5 separate regions of the Sus scrofa genome follow, and regions 1, 2, 4 and 5 are each linked to region 3. Evidence: chromatin contacts called from public Hi-C, HiChIP or PLAC-seq and promoter capture Hi-C data. All regions are on one chromosome and are shown on one strand. Each heading gives the region's core, a stretch centred on a gene start, on an enhancer-like site or on the middle of the called end of the contact. The rest is flanking DNA. Distances are from core to core; before and after follow the strand shown.

Region 1 (2,700 bases), core at 82-2,581, 140 kb before region 3:
CTCCCTTACCCTAAAGTAACTCATGACAGCCTATTCTTTAAAGCTAAATGTTTCCTTACTTGTTTCAGAGTCAACTACAGTTCTCTCCAGACAACTTCAACCTAACGAGCCTTCGTCCTCATAAGCTCCTGACTCTCTTTCCCAACCCTCTTTCAGCTTTATGGGAATCTATATCTCTCGAATTGCAATTCCTAAGACTCCAAATAAAGTTCGTTGTTCTTTGCAGCCCAGATGCTGATTTCTCTTCAACACCTTTTAGACTCCAAAAGTTCTCATAGAGACCCCTCACGATTTCCTTTACTTCTTCCAACCTCCCCCCACGCCAGTCCCTCACCGAGTCCTGGCTACTGCAGGACACCACATGGCGGAGGCGGATCTCCGGCATGTCAGCGCCGTGGGCTTCGCCTGGCCAGAAAGACGCAGGAGGGTCTGAGTTTAGGGGGCGGACAGGGGGTGCTCCCTGCGCGGGCTTAACTGCGCAAGCGCGCGAGGCTCGGGCCTTTCAAACAGCGGCGCGCCGGAGGTCGCGTCAACACTGCGCAAGCCCAGTGCGTCTCTCCAGCCAGAGGCCAGAGGCGCTGTTCCCTAGCAACGAACGAGCTGTTCCCGCCTCCCTCAGGCCAAACAGCTCTCTAGCCCCTCCTCCCAGTGACGTTCACACCCAGCGTTCGGAGAGAGAGTCTTGCTACCCGAACGGCCTCGGGTAGTGGGACCCAGAAGAAATTCGCCATCCTCACCGCCCAAACTGAAGCCCGAAAAGCAAGAGGGCAGCAAACCTGAGCAGATCTTTGCAGGGATCTGCAACCGGATCCCCTCAGCGGTTGCTGGCTACTCCCTTGCCGCCGCTCCCCCGCCCCGCCCAACACACAAGGAAAAAAAATCTCGGACCTTTGAAAGTTATGCCTGAGGCCAAGAGAGAGTGGGTAAAGGACCTAAATAAAACCCAAAGCACGTGCCCAAGGCAGACACACAAGCAGCCTCGACGGCTCCCAACCCTGCCTCAGTTGTCCAATATGACCTGTGGGCATCCGTCTCGTAACACGCCCATCCCTGCCGGTTGACAGGCACCCATCTGTTCGGTCCCCACGAGACCCAGAAGCGCATCTTCGGGTGGGGTTGGAGCTGGAGAGAGCCTTAACACAGAAAAGGGAGTATGAACCAAGCGTGCCAAGAAAGGAAGGGAGACTAGGCGCCGGCGCCTCTGCAGAACGAGCCTGGACAAGGTGGGCGCTCCCAGCTAGGGCCCCGCCCACGCTGAGGACCTCCCTGGGAAGAGAGAGAGAAGGGAGAGGGCATCTCAGTCCTTCCAGCCGCTCTATCCTACAGGGAATCTAATGTCCAGATTCTGATCTTGGGCTTCAGGCCAGAAAATAAAAGGTCGGGGAAGGATCGGTGGGAAAGGGAAAAAAGAGGGAAGTGCCCGTCTGAGTCCTGATGGAAGAAAGGCGATGGAGGCCCAGACTCCTGGGGTCCGGGCGGAGGAGGGGGCTGGGCACCAGATGCCCATGTCCCTTTTGGATTCTGGTTCTGTTTCTCCTACCCAGAGGTGCAGAGGCCTGCCCCCAGATCTTACACATCAGCCACTTTTCACCCTAGGGGTAAGTTGTGTCCAGACCCACCCCTCCTCAGTTTCCCATGAGCTGGGGTCCTGGAACTGCAGGCTCACTCACCCAACATGAGGACTTCCGTGAAACCTGAGACCTTCCTGCTGGCCTCTGCCCTGCTCTGCACCCTCCTGGGTCTGGGTGACTAGGGGCCTGGACTTCTGGGACTCCAGGAAAGAAGACTGACAGCATTCAGCAAGGTCCTCCAGGGGGAAAGAGTCCGAAAATTCAGATTCATGGTGAAAGCAGAGGGTAAAGGAGAGAAAGCTTGGGATCCCAGAGGAGGAATAGCTCAAAAACTTGCATTTGAATCCCTGAGAAAGGAGTGGGGGTGGGTGGGCTCTGAATCCTCTGATCCCTGGGGGAAGGCACTCAAAATAAGGTATCTGGGGAGTTCCCGTTGTGGCTCAGCAGGTTAAGAACCCAATTAGTATCCATGAGGATGCAGGTTTGATCCCTGGCCTTGCTCAGTGGGTTAAGGATTCTGGTGTTGTTTCGAGCTGCGGTGTAGGTTGAAGATGTGGCTCGGATCTGGCACTGCTGTGGCTGTGGCACAGGCCTCAGCTGCAGTTCTGATTCAACTCCTAGCCTGGGAGCTTCCATATGCCTCGGGTGTGGCCCTAAAAAGACCCCCAAAAATAAATTAAGACCCATTTGAATTCTAGAAAATCAGATCAGAGTATGACCAGAAAGGGAATTTTTTTTTTTTTTTTTTAATGGTTGGAAAGGGAGAGATTTCCTTTCTCTCAGGACTCTACGGAGTTCTGGTCCCCAATCCCCTTCTCTCTTAGATGCAGGAGTTCAAGAAAACTCCACCTTCCTGAGGACCCAGGTGTCTGGGCCCCTAGTTGCCTCCTCTCTCACGACCAAGGGGTCCATGCCCTTGCCCTCCTGGCCCTCACCCCTCCTTCTTGACTGGGGGTGCAGACCTACGGAGGGTAACTAAAAGGAAGAGGCCCACATCTGAGAACCACTTGGATCCGAAGGTTCACAAAAGTCCATGCAAATCTTCTTCCCCAGCTCCCCCACTCCCCATCCCAGTTCCCAAGCTTTCTCCAAGGACCCTAGCGTCCAAAGCCCCCAGCCTTGTAGTTTG
Region 2 (2,700 bases), core at 51-2,550, 170 kb after region 3:
ATTGCTGTCTTAATTTGAAGAGTCGTTATGAGGATGAAACCAGATACCACATGTAAAGCGCTCATGTAAATGGCACCTTGGTAGGTGGTGAGTCAACCGCTGTAAACATCAGCTGTGATCATTGATGTGGGGAGTGTTTTATGAAGGGCCTGGATCTTCTAGTGGGTAAAGTTAGGTGCTTAGAGTTGGCTTTGGTGCGCCGTCTGATCCTAACAAACCTTGATTCTAATCCCATTTGTTAAAATCCCACTGCAAGAGAAGCTTGCAGTGTTTACCTTCTTTAATTTTTTTGCCCTCAGGTAACAGAGCATTCTTTGAGGTTAGTAGAATGATTTGAAGGTGAAAACCTCCAGTCCTTAGTCTGTCAGAAAGTTTTCTAGAGGGCTGGTTTTGACCGATGCCACTCAAATTGTGATCCAGGAACCACCACCACCATCCTGGCGTTTTATTAGAAATGTGGAGGAGTTCCCTGGTGGCTCAGTGCATTAAGGATCCAGCATTTTCATGCCTGTGGCACCAGTTTCATCCCTGGCCTGGGAATTTTTGTATGCAGCCAAAAAAAAAAAGAAAAGAAAAAATGTCAATTCTTAGTCCCTCATCCTTGATCTCCTGATTTAGAGTTTCTGGGGGTGACACATAGGACCCTTTATCTTGGCAGGGTCTGCTGTTGAGCTGTGGAATGTGAAAATTTGAGAAGCACAGGGTGAGAGAATAGACTCATGACTTTTTTTTTTTTTTTTTTTTTGTCTTTTTGCTATTTCTTGGGCCGCCCCTGCAGCATATGGAGGTTCCCAGGCTAGGGGTTGAATCGGAGCTGTGGCCGCCAGCCTACGCCAGAGCCACAGCAACGCAGGATCCGAGCCACGTCTGCAACCTACACCACAGCTCACGGCAACGCTGGATCGTTAACCCACTGAGCAAGGCCAGGGATCGAACCCGCAACCTCATGGTTCCTAGTCGGATTCGTTAACCACTGTGCCACGACGGGAACTCCCTGACTCATGACTTTTGAACAAACTATTTTCTGTTTCCCTCCAACTAAATTGCTCATCCTTTAGATACCTGCTTGGCTGTCTGCCTCTTAGCTCAGCGCTTTGCTCAGAAGCCTTCCAGGACAAACGCTCTGTCTGTAGTGGCCCCTCCCTCCATCTCTTCTTACCCTTTATCCTGCCTTCTTATTCTTAAAAGTGTTCTCACTGTGGCTCAGCAGGTTAAGAAGCTGACAAGCACCCATGAGGATGCACATTCGATCCCTAGCCTTGCTCAGTGGGTTAAGGATCTGGCGTTGCCACAAGTCATGATGTAGGTTGCAGATGTGACTCAGATTCAGCGTGGCTGTGGCTGTGGCTGTGGTGTAGGCCAGGCCGACAGCTGCAACTCCGATTGGATCCCTAGCCTGGGAACCTTCATGGGCCGTGGGATTGGCCCTAAAAAGAAAAAAAAGAAAAAAAAAAAAGGAGGTCGTGAATCTTGGTGTGGCCCTCCTCACAGGCTCTCTGGCCCCCGCCTCTTCCCCCTCAGAGCTCCCGTCTGCTGGGAGAGCATCTCTTTCCAACACAGAAGGAGTCCTCTGACTCACTTCCTCACTCCTTTCCTGCTTTCCTGCTGACTTGCTGATAAACAGGGACTCACAGCACCATGGGTTGAGTCCTGTCTTCCTGTCCGTCTTTTTCTGCCTCTTGTTTGTGTTCACGTACAATCGTGGCATGTGTTCCCTTGAGGTTTTTCCGTGATTCTGCTTTTCCGACTGAACCCAGTCATCCAGGAGTTCCCATCGTGGCGCAGTGGAAACAAATCCAACTAGGAACCATGAGGTTGTGGGTCTGTCCCTGGCCTCGCTCAGGGGGTTAAGGATCCGGCGTTGCCATGAGCTGTGGTGTAGGTCACAGACACGGCTCTGATCTGATATCGCTGAGGCTGTGGTGTAGGCCCACTGCTGTAGCTCCGATTTGATGCCTAGCCTGGGAACTTCCATGTGCCACAGGTGCGGCCCTAAAAAAACAAACAAACATAAAAACCCGCAGTCATCCTACAGGGCTTAGATCAAGCCCCGCTGATGTAGAACCTGCTCCGTATGAGTGTGGCCCTCAAGACCCATTACTTGTGCCTCCAAAGCGCCCCACTCACTAGCCCGGTACTGTGCAGCGTGCAGCTAGATTGCTGGCGTCCTAATCACTAGACTATCAACAGCTCGAGTAATTGTATCTTTTTAGTCTGATTTCCATAAATGTTCATTGAGTTAATAAACTCATTTTTTAAATAAAGAATTAACAAGTCAATCCTATCTAGTGCTAATCATGTAGGCAATGAAATATTTGCTGTTCTTCTCTCTCTCTCTCTCTCTCTCTCTCTCTCTCTATATATATATATATATATATATTTTTTTTTTTTTTTTGGCTGTGCCTGTGGCATGTGGAAGTTCCTGGGCCAGGGATTGAAATCATGCCACAGCAGCAACCAGTGCCACAGTAGTGGCAACACCAGATCCTTAACCCGCTGAGCTGCCAGGGAACTCCCCATTCTCAATATTTTGATGGACACATTTTGTGGATTTTGTAACAAGAGTCCTTTTAGGCATTAACTTTGAAGAGTGGAAAGCACCTTCCTAAAATGGTAACAGAGGCCCTTTTCTTTCCAGAGATGACCTTGCTCTTGCAAATATTGTGAAAGACCGAGAGGAAAAACATGGAAATAAAACCC
Region 3 (2,700 bases), core at 165-2,664:
AGGGCAAGGGCTGCTTACAGATGCTCATGCAAACTGATTCATTCCGCACATTTGCAAATAATTGTTTACAGTTTCTAGTGACTATTCCCCTTAGAAATTGGGACTCCTCCCTCTCCTGCAATTAAGTGTCTGTTCCCTTGTCTCACTGGGGATTCTGCCCCAGCACTAAAGTGTCTGTTTACAAACCTAAGAGGAGCCCCTTCCCATGCATGTTATTCAGGGAACTTCCACAGTATTTGAGTTTATTCCACAGCCCCTAACAGGAGTTGTCCAGAATTTAAGAGTCCACCTACAAGAATTTTGGAGACCCCCAATATTGTTTCCAGGCTCCTCTGGGGCTTACCCACCCCCAGAAGTATAAAGCCAGTCTACTTGTGTTTATTTACAGATCTCTTACAGTGACCTTCCAGAATTTAAGAACCTTAATTACAAATTCTTTGTGAGGCTCCCTCAGTACTTAAGCATCCCTTCATCCCTCCCTTTTGGGGATCTCCCAGAATCTAAGTGCCTGTTGGCAAGTTATTTGGGGAGACTCCCAATTCCTAACTCCGTATTTACGGTCTAATGAAGCATCCCCTCCCCAGGACTTGAGTCTATCCACACTATTTTTCTGAAAACTCTCTAGCAATTACACATATATTTAGTCTCTTATATGGAGTCTCCCCTGGAACTTGAATCTATGTTTTACTCAGGGAATTTACTCATAATTAGACAACGGTTTACAGGCTTCCCGCGAGGAACCCCAGAACTTTAGTTTCTATTTACACAGTAACTGGAAGTACTTGAAGGTCCTCCCTAGTGTTTAAGGATCGTTTGCAGGCCTTCTACGAGAATTCCCAGAACTTGAAGTTTCTCTATACACGTTACTAGAGAGACTTCGCAATAATTTACGGCCAGTTTACAGGCTCTATTACGGCCTCCCAGAACTGAAGTTCCCACATACACATTTGAATCCTCCCCACCCAACTCCCGCCAACCCGGTATTTAATGGGTTGCTCTTGGCTCCACACTCAAGTTACACACACCCGCCCAGGCATCAGAGCGACCGAATAGCGGCCCAGGAGGGGGCGGGGCCCCGAAACCCGCCCCGCGCTCCGCCCCCCGCTGGGGCGCCAGCAGCGCGCGGGCACGCGGGCCCCTTACCTTAGTCGATTGGTTTCTGGGGAGCAGAGGTGCGGGCGCTCTGAGATAGGGGTGGGGGCAGGGGGTTCCACCACGAGCCACCGGCCTGTAAATGGAGTCAGGGGGTCCGGAATCGTAGAGGGGAGAGAGGCAGAGAACAAGCACCGGTCAATCCAGAACCGATCGGGGTACCCGGAAACGTCACCCAAGGGAGGCCGGCACGCGGAAGGAAAAGGCGGAGGAGATATCGCGGGGTCAAGCCGAGATCAGGTTGCGCCAGCTGCCGCCCCTGCGCATGTGCCGCAAACTGAGCGCGCGAGAATCGAGCGTGAGCGCCGGGCTGAGCATGCGCAGATGGAGGTGGTTGGCCTCAACACGCGTGCGGATTACGGAGGGAAGGTGGGAGGACGCGGCGACTCCTCCTCTGTGCGCGTGCGCGTCTCTAGGGGCGTGCGTGGGCGGGCAGAGCTGAGGGAGAGGCTGCGGTCTTGGAGGTTTTGAGTTCGAGTCCCACCTCTTCTGGAGTGTAGGCGGCATGCGGTGGGGTGGGGCAGCAAGTGAGGAATTTCGGTGATTGCCGAATGAATCAGACTTGGCATATGTGCTGGAAAAGATCCCGGTCTGCGGCGGGAGACAGCTAGTGGATCAAACTACTTAGGCATTGCAGGGCGCCGTTGGATCTTGAATTGATGGGCAAGGGCCCTCCAGGCGGGGGAACCCTGGGGGAAGGTCCAGACTGGCTTGTACTATTGGAGTTCCACTGAGGCGGGAGATGAGGCAGTAGACAAGGGCAGGTCAGATCCTGAAGGGACAAGAGTCGACGATTGGTATGAATACCAAGACCACGTATTAAACCCTTCGGAGACCGGGTGGAAATTTGAACCGCCTGAGGGTGCAACCTGTGTGAGGCGTTGAGGAATACCTGGCCCGGTGCAGAGAGCACACGCGCAGTCCACTAGTGGCGGGTTACCCTTGAGACTGACAGGTGGTACTAGAGAAGACAGCAGTTTGTGTATATTCATAGACATGTAGGTGAGTGGGGCGTTGGCTATTTTTCATTTGAAACTATATTTGGACAGGGAGCACCTCACCTGTACATTCTGACAAAATTCAAGCAGCCAGTAGGGTCCACAATAAAAGCCACTTTCCACCCTTGTCCCCATATTCCATCCCTAGAGCACCATTTCCCAGTTTCTTTTTCTTTTTGTTTATTTATTTATTTTTTTATCTTTTTAGGGCCGCAGCATATGGAGGTTCCCAGGCTAGGGGTTGAATTGGAGCTACAGCCGCCAGCCTACACCACAGCCACAGCAACACCAGATCCAAGCCGGGCCTGCAACCTATACCACAGCTGACGGCAATGCCAGATCCTTAACCCACTGAGCGAGGCCAGGGATCGAACCCACAACCTTAGGGTTCCTAGTCAGATTTGTTTCTGCTACGCCACAACGGGAACTCCCCTCCCAGTTTCTTTCTGAAGCTACTGTTAAAGCATTGGTGTTGAGAGCTTGAGGCTGGGTTCACATAAATGGTGGCTGACCTTGGCCAAGTTCCTTAACTCTCTGCTGCTATGCCCCT
Region 4 (2,700 bases), core at 157-2,656, 170 kb before region 3:
GCGACCCTCAGAGCGGCCATCGCGCCCGCGGCTGGGTGGAGACAGAGCTGAGTCTGAACGCCCGCGGAAGCCGGGTGCACCCAGGGATGACCCCGGAGGGGCGGGGCGGACGGGGCGGGGCCCGCCTTAAAGGGGCCGGGAGGTCCTGGGGGTGAGGACGCGGACGGACGGAAAAGGGCTGGGGGAGATAGATAGAAAACCGTGAGATCTAGGAAAACAAAGAACAGGGAGACACCAAATCCGACTAGTACCCAGGAGAATGGAGGACGCGGGTTCGATCCCTGGCCTCGCTCTGTAGGCTGGCAGCTACATCTCGGTTTGGACCCCTAGCCTGAGAGCTTCCATCAACCGAGAGAGCGGCCCTAAAAGGACAAAAAAAGGGGGGACGGGGCGAGGGAGACACACTGAGAGAAGCACAAACTTCTCTCCCTAGAGAAGGGAAACCCAACAAGAGACCCCAGTACACTTCCCAGCAAGCGGTGGGAAGAAAAAAAAATGTATGTTTTGGTGTCATTAGTGTCTTTTTTTTTTCTCTTTAGGGTCGCACCCGAGGCATATGGAAGTTCCCAGGGGTCCAATCGGAGCTACAGCTGCCGGCCGTATTCACAGCCACAGAAACAGGGGATCAGAGCCGCGTCTGTGACCTACACCACAACTCATGGCAACTCTGGATCGCTTACCCACTGAGCAGGGCCAGGGATCAAAGGCATCCTCATGTATACTAGTCGGATGTTTCCGCTGCGCCACGATGGCAACTCCCCAGGGTCATTCGTGCCTTGAGGGGCTGTTGGGTGAGTCCCAGAACAACAGATTATCTCATTAAAGTTTATTTTTCGTTTTTAAATTTTATTGTTTTTTTTTTCTTTTAATGGGCTACACCCGCGGCATAGGGAAGTTCCCAGGCTAAGAGATGAATAGGAGCTGCAGCTGCCCACCTAAACCACAGCTAAGGGCAATGCTGTGTCCTAGACCCGCCGTGTGAGGCCCGCATCCTCCTGGACTCTAGCCGGGTTCATTATTGCTGAGCCACAAGGGGAACTCTTGATTACTGAATTTAATCATAACAAATCTTCATTTTATAAGTAAGGAAACTGAGGCTTAGAAAGATGACGTCACTTGCCCCAGGTTACACAGCTGGAAAGTGCCAGTCTTGATTCCAGTTACTCAAGTAATCTGGCTCCAGAGCCCCAATTATCCTTTCATATAATTCCCACCGCTCCCAGGACTGGCCAGTACATTATCCCTGTACATTATCAGGCTGAAGACCCACCCATGCTGGGATGGTTTATGGGAGCTTCGCTGTCATTCCTGTGCTGGGCGCGAAGGTGCGCCGTTACTTCCCAGGGGGCAAGGGTGCCAAGCAAGCCACCCCGCGCTTGCCACCAGGACCTCCAGCCAGGAACAAGGGCCCTGGACACTGCTGCCCTCCTCGCCTAGGTCCGTGGCACTGAGGTGGGAGATCCCGAATCACCCAATGGCGAAGAGTCCCAGGCGCTATGCTAATAACGTGACTTTAACCTTCCGCTCGCTTTGAGTCGGGAGTCCATCTCCCATTCTCTCTCGAAGAAATGGCTAGGTTTTTCTTGCCAAGGCCTTGAAACTGATTCGGGAGACGGGACTCAGAGGAATTCTCGAAAAGAAGGGAAAGTACACATGCTGAGCGCTGTCTCGGTGATCTCTGAGTGAGGTTTCCCCGTGTTAGCTTCTGCACGTGATTGACTCCAGTCAGCCACCGTAGGCCCCGCAAGCGGCGGTACTCTTTCCTCCAGTACTTAGGCTGATAGCTCTGCGCTTGCTCACCCACTTGCTGGCCTTGTGCACCCACCCACTCCTTCCATTTCGTCTCCCCTGCAGCAGCCTCCGCGGGCCGCGACTGCGCATGCGTACTGACGCCCTCACCGGCTCGGCGTGGGAGGAGGGGATGGAAATGAGGCTGGGTCCAGCAGCTCGCGCGCGCTCCCTCCCCCGCCCTCTCGTCGCAGGGCGCGCGCCGGGCGGTGCAGCTCCTAGGAGTCCGAAGGCAGCACCGCAGTGGCCGCGGCCGCCGAGGGAGGGGCCCGGAGCCCCGCCCCCGGGGAGGGGCCGTCCGCAGGTGAGAAGGGCAGGGGTCTGGGCCCAGACGCCTGGGTCTTCGGGAAGTGGATTGGGGGCTGAACGCCAGAACTCCCGAAGAGGGATCGATTGGGGTCCTGATGCATAGGTTCCAGAGGGGCTGCATTGGCGCCTGAGCCTTGCGAGGATGCATTGGTGCCCGAATGCCCTGATCCCATGGGGTTCGTGGAGGTCAAGACGTTTGGGACCTCTAGGGAGAAGTCCGTTAGGGGTCTCTGGATCGCAATGCACGAGCCACCCTCTGTCTGTGTTTTCCTTCAGGTCTCCCATCTACCTTCCACGGCTCCAACTCCATGCCGGGATTGAAATTTAGTGACAAGAAAGGGGCAGTTCACCCGGCGTCAGAGAACTGAGACTAAGCCTAGAGCTGGGTAAAGCTACCTGTTCGTTGTGAAATCTCGCCTACTGAGCTTGTAGGCCCCTCCCCTAGTACAGAGTTGCTGAGCAACCGACTTTGGGTCCCGTTTGTATAGCTCCAGCCAGCCGCATCTGAGGTTCCGTGGCCGGTTCCGCCCACTAGGAAGGCCCCGCCAGCTCCGCGCAGGGGGCCGCCAGGACTTGAAGTTGTAGAGACCCCGCCCACTCCGC
Region 5 (2,700 bases), core at 167-2,666, 200 kb after region 3:
TCTGAGATGCATCTGCAATCTATACCACAGCTCATGGCAACGCTGGATCCTTAACCCACTGAGCAAGGCCAGGGATCGAACCCGCAACCTCATTGTTCCTAGTCAGATTCGTCAACCACTGAGCCACGACAGAAACTCCAACATGTGTTTTTAAATTACTATTGTAATAAAGATACTTTAACCAGAAAATATAAAGGAAAAACTCTTAATACAAAACATCTTCCCTCACCAGTAGACTCCTCACTGCTCTAACATTAAATCATAGGCTTTGGGAGTTCCTGCTGTGCACAGGATTGGCAGTGTTTTGGGATTCCTGGCCCTGGCACAGAAGGTTTAGGATCCATTGTTGCTGTAGCTGCAGTTTTGATTGTAATTGCAGCTTGGATCTGATCCCTGGTTTGGGAACTCCATATGCCACAGGGTGGCCAAAAAAAAAACAACAAAAAAACAAATCATAGGCTTTGGGAGTCAGCCTTGGCATTGGGAGTCCAATGCCAAGATTTTCAGCATTGTTAATGCCGTTAATTAAAGGTAAAGAAGTAGCCTTAGCCATTAATGTACTTTTTTTGTTTTGGTCTTTAGGGCAGAACCCTTGGCATATGGAGGTTCCCAGGCTAGGGGTCCAGTCAGAGCTACAACTTCTGCCTACACCACAGCCACAGCAGCGCAGGATCCAAGACGTGTGAAACCTACACCACAGTTCATGGCAATACCAGATACCTGACCCACTGAGTGAGACCCAGGGATTGTTTCTGCTGCACCGCAGTGGGAATTCCAACAATTTCTTAACTTCTCTGAAATTTAATGTTTTCACCTCCAAAGTAGGTATTGTAATAACCTCAATAAAGGAAAAGCAATTTTCCATAAAACAGGCTCCCACTTTGGCCCTTTCAAGTTGTTTTTCCTGCCAAACCAGTGATACCACAGGGTCTGGAGTTGGGTTAATACCTTCTTCGTTCATTTTTCCACCCAAATCATTCTACCTCGCCTATTCTTTAGCCTTATACTGTCAGATTATACTCAAATTACTCTCCTTTTAATCACCTACCGTCCCCTAGTCATTCCTCAGTTAATTTTTTGAAGGTTTTATCTCCTCACTTCCTCCCCCGCCCCCCCTCCCGTGCCAACAATACTGCTGCCATAATTGGGAGGATTTCTACTTCAAAAAGTCGTGTCTGTGGAATACCTTCGCGGGACGACTCAGGAGCAGACTCTTACTACCACCACGGAAGTCGGGACTGTGGGATTCTTTCCGCCCTGGCATCCTGGGAAGTGGAGGCAAGAAACTTCCTGCGCCCCCAACACGTCTACCTGGAAGGTGAGACTCCCGATGGTTTTCCTTGGTATTCTAGGAAGTGTAGTCCAGATGCTCCGCGTAGTCGCTTGCACTTCCGTGGGCGTGGGTGGGAGGAGGGTGGTGCCTGGTGCATTCTGGGAAGTGTAGTCCAGATCCTCTGCGCACCAATTGCACTTCCGGGGGTCTGATGCATTCTGGGAAGTGTAGTCCAGCCGCTCCGCGAACTCGTAGGCACTTCCGTTCCCCGAGTGTTAGTTTGCTGGTGTTTTCTGTGGGGGCGGTGCGTCAGTTCCGAGTCTAGCTGGCCCTTCTGAACTTCCTGGATGTTTGCTCGGGAGCCGCAAGGACTTGACAACAGATTTAGGGGAAAAGAATCTTTGGCGGAGAGCACAGGTACCCAGGCGCAAGGACAGCGGTGTGTATTCCCTACTCAGAGCCTCTGTGCATTGAGAGTCGTCTCTTTACCCAGATAGGGCACGAACTCTAATTGCGTATCCCCAGGATTGAGAGTTCTCCTGCTCTCAGCTCGCCCAGTCCGCCTCCCTACACTTTTCACGCACCCTTCTGTTTCCTTGCGTTGGGAGTTAATCTCCTGGTGCCTCTTGTTGCTTTTCTTTAAAATATTAGGATATTAGGACTTTCCTGATACAATCGTTTGGGGACTTAAAAGAGATGGTACAAATTGACGTCTTAACTAGTACCTGGCACGTAGTGAATTAACATCTCTTCTTGATGTTAATTTACCCTGGAGCGGTTAGGTCCCCGGGTTAGGGTCAGAGATCCAGCTTCAGTGATTCTTGCCCTTCTGTCTTTGCCTGTGTGATGCTGGATAATCCCGGACCTATTCTGACTTTTTTGGAGGGAAAGGTGAGGATTGCTTCCAGATTGCTTGAAGGGAGGGGAGGCTTTAACTTTAATCAGAGACGGGGACTCGATCGTCGCATTCCACAGCGTTCTTTCTTTCCCCAGCGTGATTTCTCAGAAAGGGCTGCACTGAGGTAGAAGGAGTGACTCCTGGGCTACTGAGAGCAATGCCCGGAGTAAATGAAACTTGACATCCTTTTTTTTTTTCCAATGGTGGGCACATCAATCAGAGGATATATAGAACGTGTAATTGGACATGGGTATTGTTGGTAATTAACTTCAGATTTCTGGCTGCGAAGCAGTGGGTTAAGAATCCGTAGTTGCCGCAGCTGCAATCCCTGGCTCAGAACGAGGGTGCGGCCGTAAAATAAAATTTTAAAAAACTAACTTCGATGATGAGGGCTTTGCACAAGTAAGTATATTATGCCACATCATGGCTCCGTGAAGAAACATTGCATTTTCCCTATTCTGTAAAATGGGATTGAGACCTAGGGAGCTGTACATTATTTGCACATAGTCACCCACCAAGTAGGAGGCCA

The links. Promoter capture Hi-C pulls out the DNA fragments that hold promoters and counts their contacts. A called contact is a pair of places that touch in the nucleus more often than the background predicts. HiChIP or PLAC-seq counts read pairs in DNA pulled down with a chosen protein or histone mark.
Region 1: a promoter capture Hi-C map of liver shows a contact between it and region 3, with 2.1 times the contacts expected there. The contact joins the promoter of PINLYP here to the promoter of SMG9 in region 3. A contact is called at or near these places in 1 of 5 promoter capture datasets (liver) and 1 of 2 datasets of contacts at active chromatin or transcription factors (alveolar macrophages).
Region 2: a contact with region 3 is called in a Hi-C map of retroperitoneal adipose tissue, with 2.3 times the contacts expected there. The contact joins the enhancer-like site here to the promoter of SMG9 in region 3. A contact is called at or near these places in 7 of 47 Hi-C or Micro-C datasets (alveolar macrophages, embryonic fibroblasts, epiblast stem cells and 4 more) and 1 of 2 datasets of contacts at active chromatin or transcription factors (alveolar macrophages).
Region 4: a contact with region 3 is called in an H3K27ac HiChIP or PLAC-seq map of alveolar macrophages. The contact joins the promoter of ETHE1 here to the promoter of SMG9 in region 3. A contact is called at or near these places in 2 of 47 Hi-C or Micro-C datasets (heart right ventricle and liver) and 1 of 2 datasets of contacts at active chromatin or transcription factors (alveolar macrophages).
Region 5: a contact with region 3 is called in a Hi-C map of liver, with 6 times the contacts expected there. The contact joins the promoter of LOC110260999 here to the promoter of SMG9 in region 3. A contact is called at or near these places in 1 of 47 Hi-C or Micro-C datasets (liver) and 1 of 2 datasets of contacts at active chromatin or transcription factors (alveolar macrophages).

What each region holds. Positions count from the first base shown.
Region 1 is chr6:50,425,220-50,427,919 of Sscrofa11.1, forward strand. PINLYP (phospholipase A2 inhibitor and Ly6/PLAUR domain-containing protein) reads left to right here and starts at 1,332. Exons shown (of 5, transcript XM_021097545.1): 1 at 1,332-1,636; 2 at 1,638-1,671; 3 at 1,673-1,745. The coding sequence starts at 1,449. It overlaps XRCC1 (DNA repair protein XRCC1), which reads right to left and starts at 511. Exons shown (of 17, transcript XM_013988646.2): 1 at 335-511. The coding sequence starts at 385.
Region 2 is chr6:50,742,516-50,745,215 of Sscrofa11.1, forward strand. The region is part of intron 1 of ZNF45 (zinc finger protein 45); the gene reads left to right. Among named protein-coding and RNA genes, the nearest start is that of ZNF45, 22 kb to the left of the region's middle. Within about 2 kb of position 1,301, at least 4 of the 83 cell types and tissues checked have an H3K27ac peak or open chromatin away from gene starts, as enhancers often do. A contact at or near this core is called in retroperitoneal adipose tissue, where this site is marked.
Region 3 is chr6:50,568,333-50,571,032 of Sscrofa11.1, forward strand. It overlaps SMG9 (protein SMG9), which reads right to left and starts at 1,415. Exons shown (of 15, transcript XM_013988666.2): 1 at 1,144-1,415. LOC102166702 (a long non-coding RNA gene) reads left to right here and starts at 1,150. Exons shown (of 3, transcript XR_298578.3): 1 at 1,150-1,521.
Region 4 is chr6:50,394,363-50,397,062 of Sscrofa11.1, forward strand. It overlaps ETHE1 (persulfide dioxygenase ETHE1, mitochondrial), which reads right to left and starts at 1,407. Exons shown (of 9, transcript XM_005655917.3): 1 at 1,271-1,407; 2 at 1-178. The coding sequence starts at 1,274. It overlaps ZNF575 (zinc finger protein 575), which reads left to right and starts at 680. Exons shown (of 4, transcript XM_005655914.3): 1 at 680-791; 2 at 1,855-2,092. The coding sequence starts at 1,880.
Region 5 is chr6:50,771,333-50,774,032 of Sscrofa11.1, forward strand. It overlaps LOC110260999, which reads right to left and starts at 1,417. Exons shown (of 2, transcript XR_002344680.1): 1 at 1,187-1,417. It overlaps LOC100737582 (zinc finger protein 226-like), which reads left to right and starts at 1,553. Exons shown (of 13, transcript XM_021097546.1): 1 at 1,553-1,712.